3 separate regions of the Zea mays genome follow, and regions 1 and 3 are each linked to region 2. Evidence: chromatin contacts called from public Hi-C data. All regions are on one chromosome and are shown on one strand. The core of a region is the stretch at or near the end of the contact, and the rest is flanking DNA. Distances in the headings are between cores, read along the strand shown. Region 1 has its middle 98 kb from the start of LOC100274790. Region 2 holds the start of LOC103638720 (transcription initiation factor TFIID subunit 1). Region 3 holds the start of LOC103638717 (homeobox protein knotted-1-like 11).

Region 1 (4,667 bases), core at 433-2,932, 310 kb after region 2:
GGTACGTGCAGTGTATAATTTTGTTGCTGTCCTGCCCACGTCGAGACTCGAGACCCGCTTCCCGGATTTGTCCTTGCTGTACGTACGTGTGTCTATATATATATATATATATATATATATATATATATATATATATATATATATATATATATATATATATATATATATATATATATATATATATATATATATATATATATATTGCTTGCAGCTATAATATCTCACCAGGCGCGCGTCCTCAGATCGATCTCATGATCCATGGCCATGCAAATACTTGCACTGCTGCTACTATTTCGAGAGTACGTACGGTACTTTACTAATACTTTACTCGATCTACCTGGCAAAAGCCGTCAGAGAGCTAAGATACCCTAAGCAATTGTATATAATCACTAGTACCTCCTTAAAGCCAAGCAAGTTGAAGCCAAAACCCTCCTGTGATGATTCGCTGCTCCCTAACCATCTAGTACTAACAACAGTACTAGGTAGTGGCAACTGGACTTTATCAACACGTACACACTAGCTAGTTTGCGTTGGTTGGTCCTATACGCGGCCAGTGGCAACAACTGCCTACTGGCACAACGAGATCACTAACAGAAATATTCAGATACTTGACGGGTTCATTGGCGACCTTATAAAAAAAAATTACTGCAGAATGTTGTAATCTGGGACAGTTCATTCATTTCTAGGGTGACCCATCGTCACAAATCATTTTAGCACCTCTGGTAAATCTACGATGGATGAATTGTCATAGTTGGACGTCATCACCCATCATTTCGGCACCTATATGATAGCTACAACTTACCGATTGGTGATATCGGTAGATTTCGGAAAATATAGTGTAAAATATTGTTTAAACACCGTTTACAATATTATGGTTAATTGGTTACCAGCACATAACAATGTTGATACCAACTAACCTTTGGACCCGGACTTCGTCCCCGGATAAACAGGCGGCAAAGAAACTCTTTACCGAGTGTAAAAAAACACTCGCCAAATAAAAACCCTTTGTCGAGTGTTTTTTTTACCGAGTGTTTTTTTGTTTGGCACTCAGCAAAAAAGTTCTTTGCCGAGTGTCAAAAAAATACTCGGTAAATCATTTAATACTTGATAAAGAGTTGGACTCTAGTAGTGACCTTAGTTTGTTTTTTCCGAATGCCATCTGCACACATGCGGATGGAATGTGGCAAAAGGAAGAAAGGAAAGGAAAGGAAAAACCTAATGTGGTGTATCCAGTAGGATGGAAGCTAGCAAAGCTTCACAGTCACAGCAGCGCCAGCGCTAGTTTAACTAGCAGTAGTAGCCGGTCAAACACGGAGGGATTAGCAGCAAGAGCGAGGCTAACGCGCTGCCGGCCGGTGCCAGGGCACGCTGAGCGGGATGCCGACATGGGACGGGAGGATTAAACAAAGGGGCACGGGCACGGGCGCGCGGCGCGAGAGCGCGGTGAGGCTAGAGAGGAGGCGGCGGCCGCAAGTTTGAGGCGGCCAGGCGAGAGGCCGGCATCGGCAGGCGGCAGCAGGGCCGCAAGAGCCTGTGAGTGAAAGAAAAAAAAAAGGACGCCGCGGGCGCTGCGGCTGCAAGGCAAGCCTGCCATCTGGGTGGCCGCCGAGCTGGATTCCAGGGCGAGAGCGGAGAGCGGAGAGCGGACACATGGCCCGCGTCACGCACCCATGTGGGGCCGGCCGGCCGGCCCCTCTCACCCAAAACTAGGCGCCATCCCCGTCAGATTCAGATGCTATACTGATGGTACTACTACTCCATCAGGTTTTTATTTCAAGTATACGACTTCTGGGTCAGTATCATTTCTTAATGCTAATCTTGTGCTAAAGCGATTCGCCAGACAAAATCCCGCGGTAATGTTGTGGGCTCCACGAGCAGCACTCTCCAAAAAAAAAAAAGAAGCCTGGAGCCAGATCTGTTTGTGACCATGAGCCTCCCAGACCCGCTTTGACTTGACCCGTTTTGAGAGTGGAGTGGTCGAGTGGAGGCCGATGGCGTTTCATGTGCAGGCGAACTTTTCAGGTTACTGCGGCTTGGAAAAATGGCGAGAGGGCGAAAGGTACAAGGAATCTTAGGCGAACAGTCCTGGTGGTGACAAAACACAGGCGGTAGCGCGACGAAATAACAAGACAACAAATAACGCAAGAACAACCGTGCCGCTGGCAGTTATAACACGTACCGTAAGTCCGTAACAATACAGTACATGCATCATCAAAATTCCAGTAATCGATGATAAAAAAAAGAACATGTGTCTGGGATACCATCCGGGGTCTATGAACCCAGCGGTCAGTGAGCACACTAGGAGGAAGGTCTATTGCAACTGGGGTCCGCTGGTCAGTTGGAGAAGATAGGTAACGTCTACCCAGAAGAATCCGCCCCCCGACGAACCCCGCGACACCGAGCCCAGGGTAAGACGTGGCGGAACCGGACAGCAGGGCCGGGCGTGCCAAAGGGAAACCACTCGAGTAGATCCCGCGCATGGCCCGAGACCGACTCGTCATAAATGACCGGTCGCATTAAGTGCACCTAGCGTCGAGCCATAGCGGGGTCGTCGGTCCACCTCCCACTCACAACCTACGAACCCCTCGCCCCTCGGCCCGAGAGCACTGATGGCATACGAGCCCCTCGGACTGCGACACATTTATGGCCCGCGCGTCCCTCAGCTAGCGACACACTCATAACCTATCGGGACTAGCCCTGAATGCGCAGGGCGCAACACGACGAGCCCAGGCTACGAAGGCCAGGGGTCGGTGTAGCTAGAATGATGGCGCTCAGGACCCACGCCATCCGCGTCGTCCGCAGAAAGAATACGAGACAACCAGACGATCGCAAGCACGTGTGGCTTTACCCCGTGGTAGAACGCCCAGTTTTACCATGAACCGATGGCTCTTTCCTGAGGAAGCCACCACAGGACGACCCCCTCCTTAGCCTATAAAAGGAGGAGGCTGCCCCCCGGACACGGGAGGTTCTTTTCCCTCCAGAGTGCTCTCGGACACAATGACGGATCCCAAACGTGACGATGCCCAGAAGACTGACGAACAGGAGGACCTGGAGACCAGAGCCCCACCGTCAAACCAAGACTTAGCTAGGACTCCATCTTATAACCACCTCCACCATGAATAAGTCCTGGTGGTGACAAAACACAGGCGATAGCGACGAAATAACAAGACAACAAATAACACAAGAACAACCGTGTCGTTGGCAGTTATATCACGTACCGTAAGTCTGTAACAATACAATACATGCATCATCAAAATTCCAGTAATCGATGATTAAAAAAGAACATGTGTCGGGGATACCATCCCGGGTCTCTGAACCCAGCGGTCAGTGAGTACACTAGGAGGAAGGTCTCTTGCAACTGGGGTACGCTGATCCGTCGGAGGAGACAGATAACGTCTACCCCAGAAGAATCCGCCCTCCGGATAAACCCTGCGACACCGAGCCTAGGGTCAGGCGTGGCGGAACCGGATAGGGGAACCGGGTATGCCATACCACTCGAGTGGATCCCGCGTCTGGCCCAAGACTGACCCATCATAAATGACCGACCGCATTAATCGCCCCTAGCGCCGAGGCACAACAGGGGTGCCGGTCCACCTCTCACTCATGACCTACGAATTCCTCAGGCTATAGAGCACTCATGGCATGTGAGCCCCTCGGACTGCGACGCATTTATGGCCCGTGCGTCCCTCAGCTAACAACACACTCATAACATATCGGGACTAGGCCTGAATCCACAGACCGTCGGCAGGGCACAACACGACGAGCCACACCAAGCCCCAGATTACGTAGGCCACGGGTCGGCGTAGCTAGAATGATGGCACTTAGGCTCCACGTTGTTCGTGTCATCCGCAATAAAGAATATGAGACAACCAAGCAATCGCAAGCACGTGTGGCATTACCCCATGGTAGAACACCCTAGTTTTACCATCACCTGATGGCTCTTTCTTGAGGAAGCCACCACGGGCCGATCCCCCACCATAGCCTATAAAAGGAGGAGGTCGACCCCAGGACATGGGATGTTCTTTTCCCCTAGAGTGCTCTTGGACATAGTGACGGATCCCAAACAAGATGACGCCCAGAAGACTGACGAACATGAGGAGGACCCAGAGGCCGGAGCCCAGCCGCCAAGCCAAGACTTAGCTATGACTTCACCTTGTAACCAACTCCACCACGAATAAGAGACTAACCCTAAACAATAAACCATAAACCCTAAACCCAAAACCCTAGAGCAGGGCGATTATGAAGTAGGCACCACAGCAACAAGTACCCTAGAGCACAAGCGCCAAGGGCACTTTTAAATTGTGTTCGAGTCCCACAGAATGTCTGACTCATGGTTTACCGCAGAGAGAGGCAATGAGCCATCGAACTCGGTCGAATAGGGTCGACAATTATATGAGTCGGAACCTATGAATATGAAGATGGTCCCCAGCGGACCCCGCGCCTGGATCCTATGAAAGGAACCAGGGCCTCACTCAGATCACCCGTTTGGAGCTCACTGAGCGCCATGATCTCGACCATCGAAGGAAGAATGGTACTGCTCACCCTTACCCTTCTAGTGAACGAAATACATGGGAAGAAGTATTAAAAAGATGGACGCCCCCCAGACGAATCCCCTTTAGCGAACATCGGACTCAGGGGTTCGCTCCGCAAAAAAGGGTCCATTCGGA
Region 2 (4,343 bases), core at 836-3,335:
CAAAAACAGATACAGATATCAGACATCCACACAATTGAAAAGGTGAAACGAATAAAATGAATGTCATCTCCTAGAGACAGACACATGAAATAAAATAATAAAAACAACAAAAAACAGGACATTTGCATGTCAACAAAAACAGATAAAGAAGTGTCTACCTCATCAAGATAGTCAGCATCTAAATCACCAGAATCATCTACATTGCCGAACATAAACCCCAATAAGTGATTTCCTCCACCAGGCTCCTCATAATCCTCGTCGTCATCGTCATCTGTAAGGATGACAACAGTAATAACTAATAAGTAAGATGGGGTTATTCAAACAAACTCATTGCTAGTTTCAATCAATCAATTGCACTTAGCTTCAAATGAGTCCAGTTTTGGAGTGACCTCAGGAAATTGTTAAGATAACTAAGAATCTGAGGGTTAATGATGACATAATGCATTCCCAAACAGAGGGTTACATGTTTTCAGTATTATTAAAATGCAGCATCGGAGAATCGCAATGCTAGTTTCAACCAACATTTCATCAAATTAATTTCAACACGTCACATAAAATACAGAAGACCATCATGGAACCATTAACCCTGCAGAGGATCATCTTCATACTCAAAACCATTTTGCAGTTTTATGGTTCTCAAAGCCTGACTCTAAAGGTTGCAACTTCACAATTACAAGCCCATAGCAGATCAGCATGCTAACCACCTCATCTTACATGGGTGCTACCTGTAGCTCCAGCAACTAAAATTTTCCACACATAAAAAAAGAACATTTAATCCTATATAGCACCAAACAGCATGCCATCGGCTTATCAAATCCCATTTGTAAACAGGCACCACAGATCCGTGCACAAAGCCCAGCAAATACACTAGCTAACATAGCACACCCAACACATCAGAGCCCAGCTATTTGACAACCCTAATCGGCCCGACATCGGCACTTGCACCAACACCAAACCAAAAGCATAACTGGTTGTGATGAAGTCCTGGGCATCGTCAAGCTCACCTACGGCACTATTGGTTGGGTTCTCCTCTTCATGGAGCTCGCTGTCGTCCATGGCTGCAGATGTCGCTGTCCCCTACCGCCTCCACAGGCCGCGACGACACCAGTAGCTACAAACCCTAGGCCGTCGCACCCTCAGGCTCCTAATTGGCGTCTTCCCTCGCAAAATCTAGAAACGCAGGGCCAGATTGGATGGAGTGAATAAAAATCTCAAGGTGTAGCGTAAATGGCGAGGCCAAGCCAGAGGCGGGGGAGACCGGGCGACTTCTGCCAGGTCTCCGCAGGATTTTTTGTCACGTAGGCAGTAGCGGAGGACGATTTTTTTTGGTATGGCTCCTTCTGCGACCTCAGTCTCGCCGGCAACGCCTCCTCCGACCTGAGCGCCGCGCCGTTCAAGATCAGCACCAGGAACCGGAAGCTGTTCCTCCTCAGCCCAGTGGGGCACGACCACTGCGGGGGCAGAGACCAGAAGCCGGGGGCGACTGGAGACCGGAGGCCGGGGGCCGGATGCGGAGATGGCCAGGTGGGCTGAGGGCAGAGGCCGCCCACGGCGGGCGGAGGCCGGAAGCCGGTGGGCGGTGGGCGGGCGGGTGGAGGCTGGAGCCGGACCGCGGTCCGCGGGTCGCGACGGAGGAGGACGGCGGGCGGGTGGAGGCTGGAGCCGGACCGCGGTCCGTGGGTCGACGGCAGAGGTCTGTGACCGCGGCGGCGGGTGACGGGGCGGAGGCTGCCTGGGTTGAAGTCGTGGAGAAAGGGCGAGGCGCTTGGGCCAGATGGATAATGGGCCCTCCGCCCCTGCACGTAGAGAACTGCGTCAACGGACTGATTGATCTTCAAGCGCAAGATCAGCGGGGTAGCGCGGAGCCCTGCTTCGTTTCTGGCGACGACGAGAAGCGGCGCGGCGGTGGCGGTGGCGGTGGCGGTGGCGGACGAGCGGAGAGGAGGGTCGTGGGGGCTAGATGGAGAGCAAAGCGGAGGGCAGGGAGGGGCTGGGGCGCCGACTGCGGCGCCGGCGCGTGCCGGGCGCCGAGAGGCGGGCCAGGCCGGGCCGAAAAGAATTTGCGGCCCATAACGGAGAACGAGCACGAGCAATCGGGTCGACTATCCCAGTAAAATAAGGCGCGGTAGCCCATAAACGTATAAAAGAAATCTCTACAACTATTAAGAGCCTAATGTAGACTGCCCCCGCCTCCCCCACGCCCGCCCTCCGCAATCCCCAACCGCCCTCCGCAATCCCCTACCGCCCGCCGTGATCCCCGCCGCCGCGGCAGCCGCCCTCCGCAACCTCTGCCTAGATAAGGATAGGGGCCCCCCGCCTCCCCCACGCCCGCCCGCCGCAATCCCCAACCGCCCTCCGCAATCCCCTACCGCCCGCCGTGATCCCCGCCGCCGCGGCAGCCGCCCTCCGCAACCTCTACCTAGATAAGGATAGGGGGCGCCCTCCTCCCTCGATCATCCGCACTTGTGTAGCCATCGCGCCATCTACACCGGCCACCGCCACACGGAGGTTCGCCTCTGGCCTTGCGGCTTACGACCTCGAGGTGACCGAGCCCGCGGGCTCCATGACGACAACGGTGACGCCGGAGGCAAAGATGGCGGCGCAGCAGCAGGCCCCCGCGTCGCGCTCCTCCTCCCGACCTCGCCGTCGAGTCCCTATTCCCGCCGGACCTCGATATCTTCGCAGGCCGCTGGACCCCGCCGGGGCGGGTGACCGATGCAGTGCGCTCTCGATCCGTGCAGAGCGCAGGTGGTTGGAGAGGTCCCCTCGCCGCTGCGAGCGCCTCCAGGAGCAAGGCGCCGACGGAGGAGGCCGCGTCCGGAGCTGGGCCCATGTACGTGAAGGTGAGCTTGTAGGTAGCGCTTACTGCATAGAATTGGATTGGATTGTATTTTGCTCTCCTATACTAGCAGACGCAGCCAGAGCTAGCATGAACAGGGACCGGGACAGTTGGACAGGGTCAGAGGAGAGGAGAGGAGATGAGCCGATCCTTTGCTACCTTTTCTCCCTTTTCCATGAATCTCCATCTTCCTCCTACCTGGTCTAGGTTGTTTGGTTCGTTTCAGAGGAGGGCTGGGACCCGGACCGCTTACTTCCCCTCCTCCTCTGATGATGATCCATTAATGCCACAGCTCATGTGTGGTGTGGCTGTGACTTGTGATGAGTGAGCGTGCCCCTTCTTCCTCCTCCAGCCTCCAGCTCCAGGTGCGGTGTGAGGTCCCGCTCCTGCTCCTGTCCTACCAGCGTACTACTCCAGTAGTACAGTGGAGTAGCCGAGTGCATTTAATAGCTGGACACAACATTTTACCTGAGACACATGTATTTCCAGGCTGTTTCTCATCAGTATCATATACTTCTTTCACTTTTCAGCTTCTGTGGGTGAACCTCATAATGGACACACTTGGAGCTCTTGCATTAGCAACCGAGCCTCCAACAGACAACCTTATGAAGAGAAATCCTGTTGGTCGAAGGCATGTCAAATGATCCAAAATTTCTTGTTGACAACATTGTGTCCAATACCTATATACTATGCTTTTTGAATTTGGAAACATTTTTACCCATACTTTTCTACTGCAGGGAACCTCTTGTTACAAATATCATGTGGAGAAACTTGTTTGTTCAGGTTAGTATTCCTTCATTATACAATTGGATTCTGTTAAAAACTCTTTGTTGTTCTGATATGTTTGGAATTTTACACAGGCCCTTTACCAAGTAGCAATTCTTCTGATTTTCGATTTTGATGGAGTAAGGATTCTGCGTCTGCAGAATGAAAGCCGATCTGATGCTGAGAAGGTAACAAATACTTTCATCTTCAACACATTTGTATTTTGCCAGTGGAGTATTTGTTCTTCAATAATTTAAGAATCATAACAGAACATTAGTGGACGAATCTTGCTTCACCTTTTAGACAAATACATACTGACATTGGATTGTTCCCAAAAGAAAAGAATCAATATTAAGTTGACTATAAATTGATAGTAGTTTTCCCCCAAAAGGGACTAATGTGTACCCTAGCATTGATACTACATGGATATTTTTCTTCACGTAAGGACTCGTTATAAGCTATTCATTGCTTTACCATAGTCGAATTTCAGGTATGGCATAAGTTATGTGGAAGCTGGTTATATGCGCTTCACTTGGTCTGTTTTTGGTCAATTTTCAGTGACTCACTATTTTTCTTTGCATTTTGGTTTGTTCCAGTAATTTAATGTGGCCAGCTTTAACCTCCTAGAATCTAGGCCCTTGACTGACCATATATTAACCTGTTGTCTTGCTTGTACGAAGTTGAACCATACCAGAGTGAATTTGCTATGAAAATATAGATTATTTTGATGATTTATGGC
Region 3 (4,831 bases), core at 908-3,407, 500 kb after region 2:
CGTTCGTCTTCCACTGGGAGCCCACATACACGATGTCTTCCATGTTGGCCACCTCAAGCTCTTTCGAGGCCAGCCACCAGAGTCTACACCACCCCTGTCGCCTATGCATCACGGCGCAACTATTCTAATTCCAGCAGCGGCAGTCAAGGCACAGTTGGCCAGAGGCGTGCGCCAAGTCCTCATTTGGTGGCAAGACCAACCACCATCATCTGCTACTTGGGAAGACATCGACACATTCATCGAGCACTACCCCAGGTTCCAGCTCGAGGACGAGCTGTTCGTCGAGGGGGGGGGGGGGAAGATGTCATGTGGGGTCAGACGTTTGCACGATGCCGGCTAGACCAGCGCTAAAATAGAGGGCGCAGTCAAGATGTAATCGGCCAAGTACTCTCTTATTTTTCAATTTTCATAGAGCCATTACAGTGTACTATATTAAGTTATTAACTGTTCTGAGGGGCCTGCAGCAGAGTCTAGAGACATGATAGGGGAAACTTTGACTGGGAGAACACTGTTAAAATTATCTCACAAAGGTAGCACCAGTTGCATGGTCTGCAACATGAGGTTCATGGATGAGATAATGATTCAAAAATGGGTTCGATAGCGTGAAGTTGTAAGGTTTGATTCTAATGCAAGAAAAAAAGTACTAACAATGTTAGTTAATGTTAGTTAGTTTGTAGTTTCCATATACCTGATAAGACCAACAAGAGAATGGCTATTTGGTCAATTTCCAAAGGAAGGAAACATTTGGGGAATGGTCAATACGTTATTTGTGGCGAGAAATTTCAATAAGATGGTCTGCCTAGGTTGCACTGAAACCTGCTGTGACCACCATACGAACAAAACATGAAACATAGCAAATATTAAGTAGGGAGTTGTACTTGTACATCAAGCAGACTCCAAAAAGGGGCAGCTAAAGCATTTTCCTCTAAAAATATTAAAGTAGAAAGCTTCAGCTACCTGTAAGGCTTTGTAAAGTTTGTTCGAGCTCCCAACAAGCCATGACTGCTTCCATTGCATGAACACGCACATGCTGCTGGAGTTGTTCCTTGAATGAACAGAGGAGCAACACATAATGTGTCTGGACGAAAAACGAGACAGGTTAGAATTTAGAACCATTCGAAAGAGGGAAAAAACAGAGAATGATAACAACCTGCTCTTGCCACAAAATGATTAATTATCATTTCAAAAAGAAAAGAGAGGTACAGCTAAACGTAAAAAGAAAGTTGCAAAAACGGCTTCACTATCGATAACCTTGGCAAACAGAGAAGCAACGCAATTAAGAACGAAAAGCATGTAATAAGGGATAGCATCAAAAGTTCATGAGTCGATTCTGCACTTAAATTTGCGGCTCCTTTGCTATGCATGCATAATTAACTCGGTTTATTCGGAAATCCATTTTGAATTAACTAGCCAACATCACCCCCAAAATCTTCCACATGCGTACTACAGAATACTTAGCATGCCGGATGAACCATCCAGCCATACAAATATCCAATTGAACACCCAAAACTCAATCAGAAAATCCGCATGGAGAAGAGAGAACCACTGGGCAACCTTATTAGCTTCATCATAGCAAGACCATAATAGGAAGAGAGACGAGAAAGTATGGGTACTTACCATGAAGAGGTCGAGCTCCTCGCCTCCCGAGTGTGCTCCGCCCGCCGCAGCAGCCGCAGCCGCGGCCTCCATGGGCGGGGGCCTCGCCGCTATCTGCGCGTCGATGCGCGGGAGCTGGTCGACGGGGGTGGCGACGCGGAGGCAGGCGACGTGCGCCTCGAGAAGACGCTCGTACAGCGGGTGCGCCGCGATGGCCGCCTTCTCCCTCTCCCAGCCGGGCCCCCCGGCCATGCCACCTCCGGAGACAAAGCTAGGGTTCGCGGCCGCCCCAACCGCGGCGGCCGCCGCGGGGTCCATCGCCAGCGCGTGGTCGTGGTAGTTGAACGCCATCGGACCGGCAGGCCGCCGCCCAATTAGAGAGAGGTAGCGGCGGGCAAAGGCTGGGGGCCGCGGCGCGAGAAGATGAGGAGCAGCGGGAGCGGGAGCAGGAGAAGGACCACGCGAGAGGGGATGGGAGTCAAGTGGCGGAGGCTTTGAAGACGCGACGGCGAGAGGCGTGTAGTGGTAGTGGGGACTGGGGAAGGGAGGGGACCGCGCTTTGGGGGTAGAGGACGGATAGCGCCCTCCCTTTAATTTCTCGTGCACGTGACTCAATTCCGAAGAGTGAATTGCACAGCAAACATGCTTGGATTTGGATGAGATGAGAACACAAATGTTGTCGGAAACTACTGTATCAGAAATTCGTCACTAACACATGAGTAAATGATAGTTATCACGGTATAGTTTAAAAATAAACTAGCGAACGACAAATATTCAAGAATAGAGATCATGATTTTATATATATCGTACTACCTTTTCCGTTTATATATTAGTTTATAAATATATGTCATCGTTAACTTATTTTTCAAAACTTTAACCATCATCTCATTAAAAATCGTAAGTTCACTTAAGGTTATTTAAGCGTTATTTAAAATTTTATATTTTTAAATAAATATTTGAATAAGATGAGTGATCAAAGTTTTGAAAAATATCAACGATGTCATATATTTATGAATGAATGGAGTATTTCACTAACATTCTGTTGAGCATCATTTATGGTACCTAGGGACGGCCGAACAGTTTAACCATGTGGACGGTCTGCGGTTTTAGTTCGCACGGTCCGCGGTTAGATTAGATCTCGGACGAGAGTCCCTCTCCCGCGTGTACTTATCCACTAACCTCGTAGGAACATGTTGGAAAGCGTTTATGAACGGGTCCAAACCTCCCCTATAAATATAAAGGGTACTGCCGTTTAAATGCACCTAAAATTGATCCAATCAATCTATTTATGAAATCCTTTACTTTCTTGACTTAGGAGTAGCAGTAGTTTAGCCCTAGTATTAGTCTTTCTCGACTTATTACTTTATCTCTAGTCAACTCTACGTCGTCTGGGGACGTCTCAGCTGTCCTGTCGACTCCGGAGCACCCTCTGTAACTCTACTCCCCGACTGGTACCTCCCGCGAGGCGAGATATAGGGTTCTTCACGGAGAAGAAGACACTATGCCATGTCACGGGCCGTCTGACCCTATGTGCGGACCGTTCGGTGTTGCGTGGAGAGGAGCTGCTCCTGCAGCGAGGTCGTAGACTGTCCACGCTCCCGTAGGGAGCACCGTCAGGAGGTTCACCCCTAGTGTTTGGCCTCGAGTTGGAGCCAACACAACCCTTTGGATGGATGGAAATGAAACTTTTATCATAATTAAATTCAAAGAAATGAATAATTTTAAAAATTGAATCAACCAGAGAGTGATTTAATTCTATTATTTGTGTTTGGTTGTACAAGCAGTTTAATTCCTAGAATGAAATTCTAAATATTGTTTGAATACTTTGCATATAAAATTCAATACAATAAAACAAGCAAAGATCTCTAAGATTTGCATCTTTTTCAAAAAAAATGAGTGTGAACAATTTAGAACTATCAAAAACTTTGCCAACAAATGGAATCCACCTATTAAGTGCTCATAACAGTGCTAAAATGGGTGAAAATAAATTATACATGATCAAACAACACCTATTAGGTTCACACATAATAGTTCCACAAAGGCATGTCACACATAACAGTTCTACAAAGACATCAACTTCACACATAACAATTACACAAAGACATCAAGTTTGCGCATAACAGTTCCACAAAGATATTAACTTCGCACATAACAGTTTCATAAAGAAATCAAGTTCGCACATGATTTTCTTTTTGACGAAACAGGAGAGGTGAAGCCCCTACTAGAATATATTTAAAGGGAAAAAGTTACAATAGTACACCAGAGTTTACATTACATAAATGATTATGGTAATTGAGCTCGCTAATGTGTGGCAACAAGAAAAAAGTGTTAGATGCATTCTGTGCATATGAGGTCATAAAGATCTTTGAAATTATTATAGCAGCCTTCCGCATATTAGAATAATCATGAATTTTGTTGCTTCCAAATTGCCCAGGGCATAAGAATGATAATATCCATTGTAAAAGGCATGCCCAATTTGGATTAAATTGTTTGAATGGCCTGAGAAGAGCGAAAGTGTCGTGAATAAGAAATATTGAGTTGGTTCCAACATCTCCTCGTGAAACTGCATCTGAAGAAAAGATGACCCATTGATTCAATTTTCTACCATATACACATCTCACGGTCATAAGAATCTAGTGTAAAAATTCTTCCTCTATAGTAATTTCCTAGTTTTCAATCGGTTATTAATAAGGAGCCAAAAAAGATTTTGTGCTTGAGTTGAGTAGAAGTCTTCCATATCCACCTTGATATGGTGTGAGCAGGGGTATCCCCAAAAGTCTAATGTATGCTTTTTTCACCAGAAAAGAAGAATAGTTCCAAATATATGACCAAGTATCTCTTCCAGCGATGGTTGAAAACCATAATGGTAAAAATTGTTCTAGCTGAGAATAAGCTTGTTCTAATAGAGGCAAATGAAAGTGATTGTGCTAAGAGGATAGGAGACAAAAACTCTACAATGAGATGTCCTAACACCTAGAGAAGGAGAACAATTCCAGGTAAAGATGTAGCAAAGACTGGGTATGCCACTATTCTTTCCATAGCAAAATTGTAGATCCGTCAACTGGTGATGTCTTGGTACAATCTTTATACATTGTTTCCAAAGAACAAATCTTTTTCCACCATGGCGAAAACTTTGAGTTTTTCAGCTCAAGGGTGCCATTGATATAATATTTCTCCCAAACACGATTGACCCAAGCGATACATTCTTTGTTGAAAATTTTGTGAATGGGCTTCA

What was found. Hi-C and Micro-C count contacts between places; a contact is called where the count stands out from the background.
Region 1: a Hi-C map of leaf shows a contact between it and region 2, with 6 times the contacts expected there. The contact joins the enhancer-like site here to the promoter of LOC103638720 in region 2. A contact is called at or near these places in 9 of 25 Hi-C or Micro-C datasets (bundle sheath, ear, endosperm and 3 more).
Region 3: a contact with region 2 is called in a Hi-C map of ear, with 2.1 times the contacts expected there. The contact joins the promoter of LOC103638717 here to the promoter of LOC103638720 in region 2. A contact is called at or near these places in 3 of 25 Hi-C or Micro-C datasets (bundle sheath, ear and leaf mesophyll).

Annotation. Positions count from the first base shown.
Region 1 is chr9:98,376,121-98,380,787 of Zm-B73-REFERENCE-NAM-5.0, reverse strand. No RefSeq gene overlaps it. Among protein-coding and RNA genes, the nearest start is that of LOC100274790, 98 kb to the left of the region's middle. Within about 2 kb of position 1,682, at least 19 of the 20 cell types and tissues checked have an H3K27ac peak or open chromatin away from gene starts, as enhancers often do. A contact at or near this core is called in bundle sheath, ear, endosperm and 3 more, where this site is marked.
Region 2 is chr9:98,683,378-98,687,720 of Zm-B73-REFERENCE-NAM-5.0, reverse strand. LOC103638720 (transcription initiation factor TFIID subunit 1) reads right to left here and starts at 2,085. Exons shown (of 21, transcript XM_008661557.2): 1 at 1,005-2,085; 2 at 159-271. The coding sequence starts at 1,056. It overlaps LOC103638719 (calcium-transporting ATPase 5, plasma membrane-type), which reads left to right and starts at 3,344. Exons shown (of 3, transcript XM_020544092.2): 1 at 3,344-3,470; 2 at 3,577-3,622; 3 at 3,700-3,876. The coding sequence starts at 3,391. The coding sequence ends at 3,861.
Region 3 is chr9:98,186,096-98,190,926 of Zm-B73-REFERENCE-NAM-5.0, reverse strand. It overlaps LOC103638717 (homeobox protein knotted-1-like 11), which reads right to left and starts at 2,157. Exons shown (of 6, transcript XM_008661553.4): 1 at 1,618-2,157; 2 at 958-1,078. The coding sequence starts at 1,947.